Regions from separate parts of the Mus musculus genome. Here region 2 is linked to region 1. A link is a contact called in public promoter capture Hi-C data. All regions are on one chromosome and are shown on one strand. The core of a region is the stretch at or near the end of the contact, and the rest is flanking DNA. Distances in the headings are between cores, read along the strand shown. Region 1 holds the start of Cab39l (calcium binding protein 39-like). Region 2 holds the start of Kctd9 (potassium channel tetramerisation domain containing 9).

What was found. Promoter capture Hi-C pulls out the DNA fragments that hold promoters and counts their contacts.
Region 2: a contact with region 1 is called in a promoter capture Hi-C map of pre-B cells. The contact joins the promoter of Kctd9 here to the promoter of Cab39l in region 1. A contact is called at or near these places in 1 of 39 promoter capture datasets (pre-B cells) and 1 of 484 Hi-C or Micro-C datasets (CD4 T cells).

What each region holds. Positions count from the first base shown.
Region 1 is chr14:59,439,547-59,445,960 of GRCm38.p6, forward strand. Cab39l (calcium binding protein 39-like) reads left to right here and starts at 1,417. Exons shown (of 11, transcript NM_026908.4): 1 at 1,417-1,472. Gm45935 (predicted gene, 45935) reads right to left here and starts at 1,334. Exons shown (of 24, transcript NM_001320725.1): 1 at 1,041-1,334. Setdb2 (SET domain, bifurcated 2) reads right to left here and starts at 1,334. Exons shown (of 14, transcript NM_001320720.1): 1 at 1,041-1,334.
Region 2 is chr14:67,712,836-67,718,877 of GRCm38.p6, forward strand. Kctd9 (potassium channel tetramerisation domain containing 9) reads left to right here and starts at 3,263. Exons shown (of 12, transcript NM_001111028.1): 1 at 3,263-3,549. The coding sequence starts at 3,502. Cdca2 (cell division cycle associated 2) reads right to left here and starts at 2,775. Exons shown (of 15, transcript NM_001110162.1): 1 at 2,389-2,775; 2 at 2,107-2,170; 3 at 1,848-2,021; 4 at 253-407. The coding sequence starts at 2,170.

The DNA.
Region 1 (6,414 bases), core at 167-2,666:
AGCTATACACTGTACTTCAGCCAGGCAACCTTTCCACTGTAAAATTAATACTACAGATATCCAAGTGCCACAAAGAGACATTGCCAAGCTGCCTTCCACCTTAGATTCTAGTAACTTCCACCTCAGTACACTCACTCAGCCTGACACCTCAGGAAAGGGCAGGTGGGGACAGGAGGACCAGTAGCTCAAAGCCATCCTGGTCTACTAGGCTGGACTTCCACATAGCAAACAGCAACTAAAGAAAAAGCTCTCACCAGTGTAGCTTGGAAGCTAATTTACAAAAGAAAAAAAATTGCCAAAAAAAGTTAAGGAAATTTAAAGCTTATCTTCCAAAGACAACACTAATATTTCACTGTTAGTGTACTTTTTATTTGTTTGTATGTTTTGTATTTTGAGACAACGTTTCTCTGGGTAACCCTGGCTTTCCGGGAACTCAATCCGGAGAGAACTCAAGAGATCCGCTAGTCTCTGCCTCCCCAGCCACCATCTCCCAGCTTGCCAGGAGAATTTTATTTAAATTTGGTTCTTTGCCAGTCTCAAACTTTCATCTGGCCAAACATACAGGCAACTTCATTTAGATCTAAGTTTCCTTTTTACTTGGAGGAAAAAGAAACTAAAAAAACTAAGATACCACTATCTCGTTGGTTCTTTGATAGGCATGACATAATCGGAGCGTAAGTCAGGGTCAGGCACATTTTTAACGTGTTCGTATGTTAAACAACACAACAATGGCAAAACGCCTTCTGGTGAAGAATAGAAACCTATCCTATCGTATGTGGTAGGGTATTTGGAAGAGCTAATGGTCTGTTTACCAAATCTAAGACTAAACATAAATTAATCCTCCACTTTGGTTTTCTTCACTAACATGCAAAGAACCATGTTACTACATGCCAATCATATGATCTGTCAATCATATCCCTTTCTGCAGTGACTTTATTGATCTTGGACTGTTGAGTAGTGAGTCAGTCCGTCGCTCCGAAGATACCAATCAAGTTCAACTGATAAATAATTTCATTTGTTCATGGCCAGTGTAACCTTACCTGTGGAATGGACCAGTGTCCTGAAGATCTTGTCTGTGCTCCGCTGTCTACAGCCCATGATAGCCAAATTACTCAGAAATCACCAGCCACGAAAGTGAGCGCCGCAAGACGGTGGGGGAAACGCGACTGAGAGCCCCGGCCACCCCCGCTACTGAGACAGCGGGTTGAGGCGGCCTGGCACCCCGCGCGCCTTGCACTGTCCGCACCAGAGTCTGCAGTCCCGAGGCGGCTTCACCTCAGCGGGGGAGACATCAGCCCCAAGGGAGCTCCACACAGTTTCCGCGGCCCCGCGGCGCCGGCCGGAGCGCGCGGCCTCCTGATTGGTCGGCGACTCTCTCGGTTTGTCTCGCGCGGACTGCTACGGCCAATCGGGTTCTCGGCAGCCAAGTGAGGCACTTCGCTGGAGTGGTGGCGCAGCGCTCTCTGCCCGCGGTAGGTGTGTGGCTGCGGCGAGCCTTTTCCGGCTCTGGGAGTGTGTGTGTGGAAGGAGAGTCCTCGGGGTGACAGGAGTGTTGGGAGTGAAGGGGCGACTTAACTAGCAGGGGATTCTTCTCGCCCGCCCGGAGTCTCCTCCCTGTGTTTGGGAGGCAGGCGTGGTGGTGGTGGCGGTGGCGGTGGCCCCGGCTTGGCTTTGCTGGTCATTAGAGTCTGGCGCAGGCTTTGCTTTCCTGTCTTAACCCTGATCCCTTGGTTTCCGAGAGTTGCTCAGCAGTGTTTGTGGCGCGAAGATTCCCACCGCCGACCCCTGTCATGATTAAAGGAGGCTGGCTGTAGGATTCAACACGGGAAAGCCAGTCGTGGAAGGGAGAGGGGGCTGTCTCGACCACTGGCCTCCGGGTCGATAGAGAACTTTTCTTTTTTGTCAATTGCCAGGGGCCAACTGCGGAGCCTTTGCCCTTCTCGAGAGTTCATCCTTTGACATACATGGACAGCAGGTTGTGTGAGAGTAGTTTTATTCATAAGCATGCCGCCAGCATTCATTCAATGACGTTAGAAAAAAAGAGAGAAATAAAATAAAATAAAAAGGAGAAACGGGAAGTAAACTAGTGTTTGTCATGCTCCAAATTCACTTCATGCTAGGTATACATGTAGCTCAGGCAGACCGGATCTTTCTGCCACAGGAGCGCCACACCCTTACCCCAGTTTCAAAGGTGCTGATTTTTTTTTTTTTTTGTAAATTTCTCTTTACATATTTTTAACATTATAAACTTGATTTTAAAAAAAAGTTTGCAAAAAAAAAAAAGAAAGAAAAACACATCAAAATTAACCAAACCCCAAAACAATACAACTCAAATGAATACATCTATGCAATTAAAGTTGACTTTTGGAAACGAAATTGTGAAGCTTCACATTAAATTTAACACATGTCGAATATGTTTTCTGCACCTAGTCAAAACCAACCAAACAAGAAAGCCATGACAGCTTTGTACATTTCTGGGTCTGCGATGCTATGCGGGCTGGCTTTATGGAACAGGGTATTATTTAAGGAGGGTGTTGGAGTTTGGGAAGAGCAAGACACTGTACTTTCCTCTTTCCAGTTTTCTCTTGGGGAAAAAAAAGTAGAAAAGGAAGTAGAAAGCATTCTTTTTTTTTTTATTATTTGAAAGAAGCTGCCAGATCTGAAAATCTAGCCTGTTAGAGACAAATATTTTGTGATTCACTTATAACAGTTTTGATAAACTTAACACCAGTATCTTCACTTTTTATTTTATTTCAAGGTTGAATAACTTAAGTTATTCAAGGTTAATTGGTTTGTTTTTTTGTTTGTTTGTTTGTTTTTTTGTTTTGTGTGTGTGTGTGTGTGTGTGTGTGTGTTCTTTGTGGGTTGGTTTTTTTTTTTTTTTTGGTTTTTCGAGACAGGGTTTCTCAGTGTAGCCCTGGCTGTCCTGGAACTCACTTTGTAGACCAGGCTGGCCTCGAACTCAGAAATCTACCTGCCTCTGCCTCCCGAGTGCTAGGATTAAAGCTGTGCGCAAGGTTAATTGGTGATTCCGCTGAGTTGACAATAAAGGAGGGGGATATTTTGTGACAGAAAGAACCAAACACAAACAGTGCACACACAAAAAATTGACTTTCTTACTTTACTTTTTTTTTTTTTTTTTTTTTTTTGACTTTTCAGGGTTTTTAATAGTCACATGCAGAGGTCTGGTTCATTTCAGCTCCTTCACTGCCAAACCTGGGGGTAGGGACTGCTTCAGCTTCTCTGCCTTCTCCTTGTCTGTGATAACCAGGGTCTTACTTTACTTTTTAAAGTCACAGCCCATACTAAATTTTTCTCAAACAGAAAGGGTGATTAGTCATACTTGAGTATGAGTTGGTGATCACAGTTTGTATTACTGTTACTGGTCCATAAACCCACTGACTTAATTTTCCTGTTTTCAAAAGAATTAAGAAACAGTTTGGTAAAGGGAAGTGTGTTTATTTCTAGATTAGCTGATAGCAGTGGTGGGAGAACAGTCTAAATTCCTCCTTGCTATGCCAGTGGTCTTCTTAATTTGCAGAAAGGTTTGGGATAAAGGTTAGAGCATGTGAAAATTGAGGTATAAGACAGGTCTTTAAAATGTTAAGATTTCATTGATGACTGTCACCAAAAGCATTGGTCATTTTGACCTTTAGACTTGTAAGTATTTTTAGTTGCACTGTTTATCCCCATAATGAATTTATATTGATTGAAACCAGAAAGTAAATGGTAAATGTACCAAGTTAAAAATACAGTGTACACGAAAAACCAAAAAAAAAAAAAATACAGTATACAAATTCAAATTGTCCCTCAAATGATATTTTATATGATCAATTCTTATTAAGGTATCTCTAGCCCTTTAAAAATAATTTTAAAGGGCTGAGAGTCTGGCTCATTGGTATATCATGTACTGAGCACGCAAGAGAATCCTGGGTTCAATACTCAGCACACAATTAATTAAAATGTCATGGGAACCCCCATAAATTAGTGTGATTTACATGGTGGGCTATTTGGATTGTTTAGGTTAAAAAAAAAGTTTTAGGAGCATATATATCATCTCTCCCTCCTTCTCTCACAGCGCTTAGGGTCAAGGTCAGGGCCTTGTGCATGCTAGGCAAGCACCTGGTCTCTCTTCCTCATCCTAGCTCTATTTGCCTCCTGTCCCTTTAGATACTAGGGATTAAATATAGGGCTTCCTGGGAAGTCTTTGTTGTCCTTGTTGCTGGTTTACTTTGCCACTTTCACCAAGTAGCTCCACCTTAGGAGCTGATTTAGCTACCTTATATCATGCTATGTATATATGCGGCATTCCTAAATGGAAAGGTAAAATTTATTTTGCTAGAGGAAAAATATTGGCGAGTGGTAATAGCTGAATTTTGTGCCTTAGTATATTTCAAGTTATTTTTTATATGGTCACACCAATTCATGTAATATTGCCACTACTTTTGTCACTATTCCTGATGATTCTCTAAGGCTCTTGATTGGGCATAGAGTGGGGTAGATGGGTAGAATTTATCCCTCTCAAATATAATGTGCATAGCCTTTTATTTATCTGTGGACACAGAACTTTGTACTTTTGTGCTGCAGCAGAGGTTACCACTACTAACAAGTACATTCTTTGAAAGTAATTGGTGCTGTTACTTAATCCAGGTCTGGCTGCTCCCCAGTGATTCAGGACAGGAAAAAGATTTGGAAAGAGAGAAATCAAAGAAGGTGGGAAACTTCTACCAGCAAAGACCAATTAGTAAAGAATTTGAGTGCAAAGAGCTTTCTTTTCTAGAGAGGTAAGGGAGAAGCAAAGGGCAGTGAGTCTTCATGCTGAGTGGGCTCCAACACCCAGAGCCTGTGTTTTGTTGTCTTTCTACTGGAGTAGCCTTGAGGCACTGATCATCAGCTTTTGTCTTCTAAGGTAAAAAGAAAAAGAGAGAGAGAGAGAGAGAAAAAAAAAACAGCCCACATGATTTCTGAGACAGTTAAGATTATTTTATTTTCAGTCAGAGAATAAGATTAGCAAATCCCTGGTCTATACTGTGATATCATCCAAAGATTCAGATGTCCTTGGGTTCTGTAAATTTTAGGATGCTGGTCTTAAGACCTGAGAAATGGCTCCGTTGGGTAAGGTGACTGCTACTAAGCTCAAGAACCTGTGTTCAATCCCAGCATCCACATGGTGGAAGGAGAGATATAGTTCCCACAAGTTAACCTTCCACACACACAGACAGACAGACACACACACTCAATAAATGTTTTTTGTTTGTTTGTGTGTTTAACTCTGTGCCTGTAAAAAGAACTATGTCAAATACTATAATACCATTTGAATTTTTCAATAAAAAGATACTTAAGATACTTAAGTTCATTTTCCCAAGAATAACTAACCTTATCAAACTGAGTGAGTTAGGTCATACCTATAATCCCAGAGTGAGAGTTAAGAATTCTCTAACCTGGGTCATATAATAAGACTTAAAACAATAAAAATTGAAAGAAAAAAAAAAGCTTATGTTCCTGGAGGAAAATAGCAAAATATAACAGTTTGAACCTATTAGGTTGTTGAACTAGTGGAAAATTAATCAAACAGAATCTCACTATGTAGCCTAGGCTGGCAGCTTGCTGAGAACTGGCATTATTGATATGTATCACTGTGTCCAGTGATATTTGCTTTGGTTTGTTTACTTGTTTTGTTTATGAGACTCAGTGTTACTGTATATCCAGGCTAGTTTGGGACGTGAGAGTGTCTCTGCCTGACGCATGCTGGTACTGAAGTCTATACTAACAAATCTGACCAACTAAGATGAAGTGAAGCTGCAGAGTTTCCATATCCTTGGGTTATAGTGCCAAACTGCCTCCTGAAAATGTTAGCAGGGTTCATTCAATCACAGTTAAGCCAGTGGGATTTTCTTCAGAGGAAATACCTCTTACTGAGAGTAATGATGAACTTTATATTTGATGAATGTTTGCTCATTAAGTATATCTCAAGTAAAGCAAAAAGCTTTCTGGGGAGGTATAACGAACTCAGGCCCAGAAAAGCTGGTCTTTGTAATTTGATTGCACAGTTTTTAGGAATGGACTTTGTACTTGACAACATTGTGTTGTGTCAAAAGGTTGGACACACTAGTGCAGGAAGTCTGTATCTTCATAGTCTGTTCCTTTGCTGCAAGTACATAACAATACCAGATAGAAAACACTACAAGAGAACAAGTACATAACATTACCAGATAGAAAACACTACAAGAGAACAAGTACATAACATTACCAGATAGAAAACACTACAAGAGAACAAGTACATAACATTACCAGATAGAAAACACTACAAGAGAACAAGTACATAACATTACCAGATAGAAAACACTACAAGAGAACAAGTACATAACATTACCAGATAGAAAACACTACAAGAGAACAAGTACATAACATTAC
Region 2 (6,042 bases), core at 2,013-4,512, 8.3 Mb after region 1:
ATACCCCGGGGAGGGGAGCTTTCCCCATTCTATGAAAATTTTACAAAACAGAAAGCCCCTCCGGAAAGTCATTTCTGTAAAGGCCTGCTAAATCTTATTATAGCCACACACCCAGCAAGCAAGTTACCTGCAGTCCCTGCCAGACAGGGAAAGTAGTCCCCCCCAGGGGGGGAAAGCAGAACCCTTGAGCAGAGTAAAACCATTTCCTTCACAAGACCCACGAGCGCGCACACCAGGCCAGAGGAAGCATACCTCGAAGTGGGGCTCTCGTGCCAACGGAGAGAGCACAGCCTTCTTTAGGTTTCGCTGCTGGGCAATGAATCGGATCAGGCAATTGGTTTCTGGAGAGCCCCGCACACCAACAGTGGAGCGGCGCCTGGCCTTCTGAAGGGAAGATGTTGACTTTCCTGCAAGTCAGAACGGAACATGGCAATGGTCAGAAGCTGGGGCTTGTGCTGGCGACGGGTCACCACAAGTGAGAAAACAGAGTCTGCACTTGTCACAGAGAACTAAGAACTACTGGCAGGGCAGTTCATGTAGAAACATCTGGACTGACTGCCACTTGACCCCCAATTCGTGTTTCTAGATCAGCACTTGGCACACAGAAGGCCACAAGCAGTTACTTCGTCTTCACTTGTGCCCCATATCCCCGATACAGAGAAGTCAGAGGTAACAGCTTGAAGCTAAGAATCTCTCCTTGTTTATAGGTACAACCATGCACAGTTGAAACTACAGTATGCTGTGGCTTTGCTCACTGTAGCCATCCAAGCTCTGAAACTATCACATGGGAACAGTTTAAAGCGATCTACGAACTGGAAGCATACCATTGCAAGCAGTGCACAGCCACTGTCTAACAACATCCAGCCCAGGACATGAATCGTCCTCTGAGTACAGTACTTATGCTGGGCATGCTGCACACTTAGTCACTCCCTCGAAATATTTTACTTTGGCCTCAAGAGCAGTGAGGCTAGCAATTCAGCTAAGCTTAGAAGTGCTTCCTGTAAGGGCCCATAAGGGATCTAAGTAGAGAGAGAATAGTTTGCAACGGTTAAGCTTGATTCTAAACGCATCTAGCTTGAGGGCATCTCGGAGAGGGTGTGCTTCTGAGAGCCTGTCCACAGATGAGTAGGCCACATCTCTTACTGTGGCTAATTTATAAATTCATAGTTTCAGTCCTAAAAACTCATGGTGGCCCTTGGAACAGAGTCCCGATGTGGGTTAGGGCTGGTGAGACCCAGCTATACCCTGCTCTTATTTTTTTCAAAATTCTTCTACTCTGGAATAAGCTACTTCTTCACCCTCAGCACGCCACCCTGAATTCTGCTCACACCTAAGCACACGAAAACGGACCCAGTCTTTTATGTGATAATTCTGAGCGGTAGAGAATGAGTGTCACTCTGGCTTCGCCTAGCTCACGGTGTGATTGGCTTCCAGTCTCGTTATCCTTCTTTATAATTGCTATTCTACAACCCAAAAGAACCCTAGCCCTAGATTTACTTCTCCATTGGGAATTTCATTCCTGAAGCTAAAGAAAATCATTATCTGGGTCAATTTTCTGTTTGGGATTTTTGAATGAGGCACACGGCCTTGTCACTTTTACCGGTTCTCAACTACCTTTCAATGCCCTCTGATTTTCATACACACTGTTTTCTAGGGTGCACACAAAGCACAACTGATTCAGAAACATTGCTCTATTTGCTGAGCTGTGCCGAACAAGCAAGTCTGCAGGGTCAGCATAAATACACACAGAAGGAGTGTCAGGCAGTACAGACATGTATAATTGGGGCCTACTACAGTTACTGTTAAATTTGAAAAAAAAAACTATGCAATCCAAGAACTTCTCTTACCGGAAGAGGTCTTAACAAAGCTTTCAGGTGTAATTCCCAACTGCTCTACGGTTACTGTGGTGAAGTCCAAAGGTGACTTAAAGGTATCAGGGGTGCAAAGATTAGGAGTCGCATCTGCTACATGCTTCTGAGGAGTCACAAACGGTTCAGTTCCCAATCTAAAAACGTCATTTTCTGAAAACGGACAGCACATTGGGGGTGTTAATACATCAAAACACTCAAATCTTCCATCTAACGAGGGCAACAGGTCACCACATACCAGAATTATTAAGGACACACTCCTTGGATTCAGAGAGAGGCTTGTCGTGTGAACTCGCATCCATCTAAAAGATGAGGAAGTTAGAGAAAAAAATGTGAAAAATAACCTCACTATAAGCCAAAAACAATGTGACAGAACTCTAAGGCAATCAATACCAGGGGACCACAGGCTGGGGCGTTCTGATTAAAGAAACGGCGGGAGGTACTATTGACTAAACAAAGCGGACCGAACTGATTTATCAGGGCTTTGCATCCCTGAACCCCGGCCGGATAGCAGGCCTACCTCTCCCGCCCAGGACCCTGCGCGTTCCCTCGGACGACTACGACAAGCGTCGCGGAGGCTCCGTTTCAGAGAGCACCAGAGGCCGGGGAAGGGAGCCGGGCTGGCCTCCTGCCGGCCGCTGCACACCAGACACACCACGTCCGGCCGAAGCGGTCAAGCTTCACTTGCCCGCCAGCAAATTCAAACCGCGGCCACGCCCCCGCGGAGGGATACCCACGAGCCGTGGACCACGTGTGACGTGGGTACCGCTCCCTCCGGGCCTCACCCTCGTGCTTTCGAACGGCGCAGGGAGACCTCCGTGGATCCCGGAAAAAACACGGCCAGCCCTAAATGACCCTGGCGAGACAGAGCTGCAGCAAAAAGGTGTCCTGGGGTCTACCAGTGAGTTCCGCGGAGCAACACTTCAAATGCCACCCCAAACCTTGGATTGGCTGCTGGAAACTTCGAAAATGAATCACTAGACCAATCGAGACAGAACCGCCGGATGGCTAGTTTACCCTATTAGCCAATCCCGATACCAACCGTTACCTCGGTGGGTGGGTACAGTAGAAGGGGCAAAAGCCTAGCGAGGAGCTGATTGGTCTATGGGACTTCGGCGTCCCGCCTCTTCCTTAGACCCAGTCTCTTTATGCAAATGAGCACTCCTACACTCCAACGTGCGCCTGCTCAGTAACGCTTAGAGCGGCCCTTTGCCCAGTAGGTTCTTCTCTGATTCGCTGATACTCCATTCCGTCAACCAGCCCTCAGCCTCTCTTTCCTTCCACCGCCGTCTAGTGTTACTCTGAGCCCACCCCCCAGCCGGACTCTGATTGGCTAAATACTGGCCGGTACAGCGTGTTGATTGGCGCAGCTCAGCGTCGGTCTGGGCGCGGTTGGGGGGAAGGGCCGCTAGCAGGCTGAGGAGCCTAGGGGCGGGGTGGGAAGGAGGATCGGCCAACCCCGGGGTGTGGGACTGAGGGTGCGTGCGTGAGGAGTGTGGGGCCGACCAGGAAGGTGGCGAAGGGCGGAGAGTCCGGGTGGGAGGCGGGAGGGGTCTCGCGGGCGCGGAGCGCGGCGGGTGGCGGGCCGGGAGCGAGGGTGGCGGCTCCCTCAGGACCCGGCGCGGGCGGCGCGATGCGGCGGGTCACGCTGTTCTTGAACGGCAGCCCGAGCAACGGCAAGGTAAGCGGTAGCGGGGGCGCGACCCGGGGACCCCCGCAGCCTCCGACAGCCCGGGGCTGCTCTGCCGGCGGGGCTCCGAGGCGCCACTGTCACCTGAGCAGCTGGCCGAGGTCCCCTCCCACCTTCCCGCTGCGCCTTCCTGTCCTTATCGGTGCTGAGTAATGCTCTGCCCGGGGAGGAGGCAGTGATCATGGAGGCGGGTGACCCTGGCCAGGTCGGGAGAAGAAAACTCCAGGGGACAGTCGAGTGACATCCTCAGAATGTGGACCTGGTCTGAACCACTTTCCTTCTCTCTCAAGGTGCCCCGGGCCCCTTGCCCCGCCACCGTGCAAACTTTTATACATGTTTTACTGTGCCGCCTTGTTTTTGATTCCTTAGAGGACAGTGACAGCAGACCTTCGGAATGACTTGATTTGACAGTAGCCTTAGCTGCATTTAGGCCTCTGTGGAGGGCGTGGTGCTAAATATTTTTCCGATGTTGCAGCTGCCTCTTGCCCCACCCTTGAAAGTTATTCTTTGGAAAATGTTGGCTGTTTCTGGCGGACTAGTAATGTGTGGTTAAATGACTGCCCCACACATACCTAAGCCTGATTAAAGTCTCAAAAGTAATGAACCCTTTTAAAGTTTCAGTTCAAGGTACATTGGCTCCACTCTGTAATTGACCAGAATACTCTGATTGCCCCGCGTATACATAGCAGAACTAACTATTCAAGGGCATTAAAGTGGTGCGGGGGAAGGGGGTGATGAGGGGTAGGGGAGCGATGTCCTTCAACCACTCTGCAGTTTTGAATAAACAGATTCTGGAAATCTGATCCACAGTGGGGTTTGTGCTCTGCGATTTTATTTTCTTAAAGATTGGATATTCACACAAAAATAGTAGCCACATAAGCTCAGCCAGTGCTTCAGAAATACAGGCTAAAAAGGCTGTCACTTCTGATCATCAGCTGTTCCTGGGCCACGCTGTAGTTGGCTAGTAGACTGTGTCGGTTTTTATTGAGAGATTTAGTGTGCCCAGTGTTAACAGTCGTATTGATAAGCACTTTTCACCAGTGTCGACTCTTGTGTGACTCCCTGAAGTCGAAGTGATCAGAGTTCCTCATAAGTGCTCAGCTCTGCTCTAAATCTCTTCTGAGTTCACTGTATGCTATTGTCACTGTAAAACTGAGTGGCTTGCTCTGGGTATATTATTTAAATTTTTAAAAACTTTGGTTTTGTCTGTGAGTTTCCAGGTTAATTTTATTTACTTAGTAAAAAAATGTTGAGAATCTCCGAAGATTGGGGAAAGTACTTCTCAAATGAGTATGGGCACATATGCATTACAATGATCATAGGACTGAGCCGAAGAATATTAACATTTAATATTTTTAAAAAAACTATGTCCCACCATGTCCTAAGCTAGAGAACATGTTGCAAGGCTGTTTCCTCTCCTTTCAGAAGGTGGAAATAATACTAAAATGACTTTTATTTGAAAAGATCACAATACATACCACCTGCATTTATGTATGTGGATATGTAGTGTATGCATAGTCCCTATATCTAATCAGGACTGGCATAAACATGACATGGACGCTCGTTAAAATATTCCCAAATGCAGTGCTACTCTGAGATAGTTTGGTTTCCTGTCTCTAAAGTAGAATATATCATTTAGCTTGTCTCTTTACTTACCTGGTGTCTATTTTTAATGCCCTAGTCAGGAGAATAAGTTTTTTGAATGCTTGGCTTTGTGGCCTTTGGGCTATGGGCTGTGATATAGAAAGGCACAGATTTCATCACCATACATCAAGTTACCAACATGCACTTTTGATTTGTGTAACTGATTCGTGCTTTTAATGTTGATGAAAGAGCTGATATTTTCTAAATGAAATGAGAATACCGTGGAAGGTGTAAGATGACCCTTGGGGCTTTATGGAGGAGTGTGTGTGTTGTTGGTTTTTTTTTTAATTTGAAAACAAAATAATTTTAAAAAACAACAACAACTTGGCTTTTCTAATCTGGAAAAGCATGGGAGCCTCTAGTTACTGAACTTGTCAAGCTGGTCTTGTTTTCTTCCACAACAGAGGTCTCCAGATGTAAATAGGTCGATAGCCAACAGCTTACTTAGCAGTTGGTTCTCGTTGACATACAATGTATAGAAGAAGCCTGTAAGTATAGAAGTTTACATCAGGGAGTCTTAATTAAATTAGCCATCAACTAAGTGCTAAGTGACTTTAAAACCTCAAAGAAACTGCAGATTGAAGCCGGTATTAATTATGCAAGCACAGTAAACCCTGAGAAAGCGGCAAAGCTGCTGCTTTTCCTAGCATCAGCAGTAAAGTTAAAAAATAAAAGGATCTCACAAGCCAACGAATGGCATGTTTTAAGAAAAGTCTTTGCTTAATAACTGCTATAATCAGCTTCTTCCTTCGGGTATATTGTTCTTTGAACTATTAGCCCGTGGTCTGCTGAGGTCATCCTCGTCATGACAGGCCATGACCAAGACATGAAAAGTCTTTT